Linked DNA regions of Mus musculus: region 1 is linked to region 2. The links are chromatin contacts, called in public promoter capture Hi-C maps. All regions are on one chromosome and are shown on one strand. Each heading gives the region's core, a stretch centred on a gene start, on an enhancer-like site or on the middle of the called end of the contact. The rest is flanking DNA. Distances are from core to core; before and after follow the strand shown.

What was found. Capture Hi-C pulls out chosen DNA fragments and counts their contacts.
Region 1: a contact with region 2 is called in a promoter capture Hi-C map of pancreatic islet. The contact joins the promoter of Slc17a3 here to the promoter of H4c6 in region 2. A contact is called at or near these places in 2 of 39 promoter capture datasets (both in liver) and 2 of 9 other capture datasets (adipose tissue and pancreatic islet).

What each region holds. Positions count from the first base shown.
Region 1 is chr13:23,838,153-23,840,884 of GRCm38.p6, reverse strand. It overlaps Slc17a3 (solute carrier family 17 (sodium phosphate), member 3), which reads right to left and starts at 1,451. Exons shown (of 12, transcript NM_001164743.1): 1 at 1,220-1,451.
Region 2 is chr13:23,549,921-23,552,941 of GRCm38.p6, reverse strand. H4c6 (H4 clustered histone 6) reads left to right here and starts at 1,274. Exons shown (of 1, transcript NM_175655.3): 1 at 1,274-1,656. The coding sequence starts at 1,299. The coding sequence ends at 1,610.

The sequences.
Region 1 (2,732 bases), core at 202-2,701, 290 kb before region 2:
ATTCTGATTCTGATACTGATACTACTAGCTTGTACCTATTCAAAGTCTAAGAATTTTATCAGGTAGCATCTGAGGCCTTAGAAAAACTTCCCCATCTTGCTGTGTCTGCCTCTCTATGTAGACTCTAGTGTATTTTAAACTTGCCTTGATTTATGACTTTTGTCATTCTATAAAACTATAAAATTCATGAGACGGCTTCCATATTGGGACATGAACATCTGGCATAACCTAAATCTCTGTTCCCAGACCATGGTCTCTCAAATATGGCTCCAGTATAATGTCATGTTTGCTGTAAGGTAAGAGCTGTGTGCTTTTTGTATTGATGATGTAACAGGCAAAGAAGTGATTGCTAACACCATTTTATCTAGAGTGGTTTTCACAATGCTCACACTGTTCTTCATGTCCCCAGCAGCTGTCAGACTAACAAGAGTAGTTACAACCACTGCTGTAGACTCAGGACCCAGGCAGGGCCATGGACCTCAGAAAACTCACTGACTCTCTTCTCCTAGGCCATTGAGCTCATTAGCAAAAGAACTGATGTTTGTTCATGAGACACTTTGACTTTCCCCTTACCATTCTCTCTCTGTCTGTTTCTCTCTGTCTCTGTCTGTCTCTGTCTCTGTCTCTCTCATTCAATTTTTTTTTTTAAATAACAAGTTCTGTTGGGTATGGTAGATCTACCTCCCTTGATTCTCTGGACAAGTCACTTCTACACACATACATGATTTTATGTGACTACGTAAAAGTTTTAAAAACATTCCTTTATAGTATGTGTTTCTTGGATCTGTCTCCACAGCTGCTATTGTCTCCACCAATTCCTATGGTGATCTAGCACAAACTCTTCAGTTTCCAGTCTCTCCTCTCCCTCTCTTTCTTCTCCTCCCTCTCCTTACCCGCTGTCTCTGTATGTTCCTCCTTTTCCCCTCCCTCTTGGACCCTCTTTTCCCCTCCCTTCTCCCTCTCTTTCTCCATCCTCCGTTATCTTCTTCCCCTTCTCTCCCCCTTCCCCCTTCCCTTTGCCTCTCCCTCCATTTTTCCGTCTTCCTCACTCTTGCTTCCCCATTGCCTTTGTAGACATAGGTTTTTACATTGTATGAACATGTTTTTATTTTGTCAGCAGGAGAACATTTGAAGTTGGAGGAGGGATGTATAGCAACCCTCAGCTGGTATTCAAGGACAGTGCAGATCTTTGGCTACCCAATGAAAGTAAGTGACTTACCAACTTAGTGACTGAGGTAGGCCTTCCTGTGTTTCCTCTGGACAGGCTTCTCTTACCTCTTACCAGACCACTCAGTATTCTGTGTCACTCCATGACTCCAATTATTAATCATTAATGACAGGCTGAAGCACCCCCTGCTTTCAGCTGTGAGCTTCACAGCCTTCGTCCTTGTCCAGTGTCTTGCCAGCACCCCAGAAGGATCTACTGGGTCTGACACCTGCAGGCAGTTATTAGTCACATTGCCTTGCAGTATTTCTAAAGACATTTCCTTTTTCCGGTTTGAAATGGGATAAGTTACAAATTAAACACATTTTGTACTTTACCCCCTCTTTTTTTTGTCTGGTCTTTAATTTTCTTTTGCTTCTTTGAACTATGTGGGCCATAATCTTATTTAGTAACGTTGTTAACCAAATCAAATGGACAAAACCCACAAGCTTCTCATAAATTCAGTATTTATTCCCCATGACTTTTTTCCTGTCTTAATTACTTCTATGTTTGTTGATAAACTACATAAAACAATGCTCGTACCTACATCTCAATTTGCACATGTTACCATGTACAATGGCAAGTTTTCTAACTCACTTAAGTAACCGCTTAAAACTTTTATACATGCACATGATGCATTGTGATCAGACCTCACTCATTTTTGCCAACAAATTCCTCCCATTCCCCACTGTCACTTTTCCCTCTCAAGTTCATGCTTCTTCATTGCTTCTCCTCCTCCTCCTCCTCCTCCTCCTCCTCCTCCTCCTCCTCCTCCTCCCTACTGAGTCACGTAGTGTTGTCTGTGTGTTCATAGGTGTTGAACTATCTAATGGAATATGGATAGCATCTTAGAATCTGAATCCCTGAAGAAAACTGATGCTCTCACCGGCTAGCAGCCATAAATTGCCAATAGCTCCTCGGCCATGGGTGAGACTTCATGAGCTCCCGCCCTGACCGTGGCGAGATTTTGGCTGGCTGGATCTTGCTCAGGTCTTGTGTTTACAGCCACAGCTGCTGTGAGCTCACGTGTACAACAGCGCTGTCTTGTCTGGCAAAGAAGGTTTTGCAGTAGATGTCCACTACCTCTGGTGCTTAAGATGCCTCTTCTACAATGCTTCCTGAGCCTTATGATCAAGAATGTGACACAGATGCCCTTTTAAAGCTGATCATACCACAGTCTCTTACTCCCTAGATTTTGACAAGCCGTGGGTCTTTGTATTAATCACCTTATACTATAAAAAGAAGCTTCCCTGATGAGGGCTGAGAAATGCACCGAACTGATAATTTTGTAGTTTGATTTTTCTTTATGGTTGAATAATCTTCCATGTATCATTACACATTTATCAGGTGATGGGACATTTTAAACCTTTTCATTTCCTGGTGATTGTGAACAGAGAAGCAATAAACATGAATGAGTAAATAAATCTACAGTAGAATATAGAGTCTGTTGAGAATATTCTCAGGAAATGTTCTGGCTTGATCACATGATAGTCCTATGTCTAGCTTTTTGAGGTACCTCCACATTGAT
Region 2 (3,021 bases), core at 25-2,524:
AGCATCTTGCATACTTGAGGAGTATTCTAAGTCCTCGATTTTTTAGAAAAGCCCATTCTCCAATGTGCAAATACATCCCCATCTACAGTCTAGATAACTGAAACTGTGCTCAACAAGTTTCAGGGCAAGGTCAATGCAATTGGGATATGGCTGCTTCACTGGGGTACTTACTAGGCAGCAGGAAGGAATATGCTGAGCTGATGTCATGTCACACTTCACAGCCTGAACTTAGTTTCCCTTAAGTGACCTTTGAGTTCCTTGGGTGGGGGAGAGGAATCCACTGTGCTATTTAACCCCACTGTACTCACACTAGTTTTGGCATTCTGGTATGTACAGAGTGAGTGGGGTGAGGACTGGTGATTTTCTGGAAAGAAGCATAGAAAAGTTCTGTGGGGTAATTGGGATAAGCACATCCTGAGTACATGGTAGTTACTTTTGTTTTTTTGTTTTTTTGGGTTTTTTGTTTGTTTGTTTGTTTCTCTACCATTATCATAGAAACGTCTCACACAAGCAATAGCCAAAGCACATCTTCAAGATGGCCTCTCTCTACACAAGGATGGGGCTCAAACCAGTACTACAGAGGCTAAAAAGAAAACGGTGGCTACCGGTCATGAAACACAAAAGTCCTCCCCAGCAACAATAGCGTTTATTAAAAAGATTAGATCTTCAACTCTGAGCAAGTCTCCATCTTTCCAGGCCAGCCTGGTCTACAGAGTGAGTGCCAGGACAGCCAGGGCTACACAGAGAAACCCTGTCTCGAGAAAAAAAAAAAAAAAAAGGGAAGCAGTATATATTCAATCAATACTAGTGCCCTTTGTAGACTTGAAAACAGAGCTATGTGCAAGCCTCTGAGAAATGCAAAGAGCTTCATAAGTGAGATTTAATAATGCTTGCAAAATTTTAGAAGTTACATTTTCGTAAATCTTCCACCTAAAAGATAACCTTACTGTACTATATCCGGTTTTGTAGATAAGTGTATGGATAACAACCTCCTTTTTAAAAATGATGAGTGGCTGGGAGAATTATAAACTATCGGTTGTCAGAACCTACAAGTACGCTCCTGAAGGACACAAACTAGTGACTAAGAACTCCAAGAGAAAAGCGGAAAACTCATATTCCCCTCGCCACAGGGGCTGTGCCTTCCGCCTAGCAATAGGATTCAGCCAGTGAGTTAGAGGGGCGGATACAGAATCACCTTCCCGCCCGCGCCTTTTCAGTCCTCTAAAAGGTCCGCATTCGCCATATATATACCAGCTGTAGAGGGCGCTTAAGGAATTTCAACTCAGTGCTCCATAGCCATGTCTGGTCGTGGTAAGGGAGGAAAAGGCCTGGGCAAAGGCGGCGCTAAGCGCCACCGTAAGGTTCTTCGCGATAACATCCAGGGCATCACCAAGCCCGCCATCCGCCGCCTGGCCCGGCGCGGAGGAGTGAAGCGCATCTCCGGTCTCATCTACGAGGAAACCCGCGGTGTGCTGAAGGTGTTCCTGGAGAACGTGATCCGCGACGCCGTCACCTACACGGAGCACGCCAAGCGCAAGACCGTCACCGCCATGGACGTGGTCTACGCGCTCAAGCGCCAGGGCCGCACCCTCTACGGATTCGGCGGTTAAGCTCACCTGGAGCTTCTTTCTCAAAGGCCCTTTTCAGGGCCACCCACTTTGTCATAAAAAGCTGTTTGCATTTCTCGACTTGTAATTGTTCTGTCCCTAAAGTTCAAAATGGCGGCTGAGACTTTTCAAAAGGTAAATCTAGGCAATGAAAGTGCTTCCCCAGTAGTTTGTAGTAATTATAACACATCAAATCCAGACAAGGTCTACTGCTTTCTCCCAGTGCTTAAGCTGAGTCTTATTCCCTTGAAGGTGCTAAATACAAAGGGCAAAAGATACTTTTGAAGAGATGATGAACAAAATTCTTAGGCCTAAAGAGCTGTTTTAACCTGTGTGCTCTTTCCCCTGTATCCTTGATTACAACCCTAACGTTTCACTTCTGGGCTAAAGCTCAAGGCTGCCAGCTCTTCCTGACAACGTTGCTCCAGAGGGAAAACTCCATTACTAGTTAACAGACTGGTTCATATTTTTTAAGTGGCCTTATTACTTAGCAACTTAGACTTGTTACCCTGCTATGAGCCAGGCTTTCCACATTGAGAAGGATTCGACTACTAAATGGCTTGTTGACTTCCAAATTTACAGCTCCTGCTATACATGAGATCACAACCACTCCCGCAGTCAAAATGATGGGCCCAAAAGCACACTAGTGACCCTATATTCCTAACTTAGCAATATCAAGATTACATGCTTCCTGGCACACATCCTGTTTTTCTCATTCTTCTGTATGCTTTCTGGGTCCTTTTCAAATTATTTTAATGATGAGTTATCTTTTCCCCTGCAGTGTTTTTTAAGCAATTTTAAATAGTTTTCATCTCTTTTGTACAAAAATAAAATTTTCTTAACTGATTATCCTGCATCTAAAAAATAAAACCCAAACTCCTGTGTTTTATCTGACATCTGTCTTGCCTCTATGACCTCATCCATAACCATGAATTATACTCCCAACTAGACTGAACAACACATCTTTTCTTCCAAATGAAATTTCCATCTGTACACGTGTGGTTTGTTCTCATAAGAATGTAATGTCTTTTTCAACCTTCACCTTTCTACCTGAACCAAGTACTGCCAGTGCCAATTATAGAACCTAACACACAGCAATTACTTAGTATGAATAAAATTAAAAGCTATAAAGACAAAATTGACTTTCCTCTAAATATCTGCAACAATTAGATTTGATTAATTATTTGATCAAGAATACCCATATAACAGTTACAAACAAAGCCTTAGCTTTGGAGAAAAGTACCTTTGAAATCTTCTCAGCCTAGTAGATTTTAAACATAATCTGTAAACAATTCACCATCTAAAACTTACTAGAAAGAGCTTGCTTTCAGAAAACCTCAACTTCAGTTCTAAGCAGCAGGCTGACTCTAGACAAATCGCTTGCTTCTCTGTCTGAAGCTTTTCTCTGAGTCCA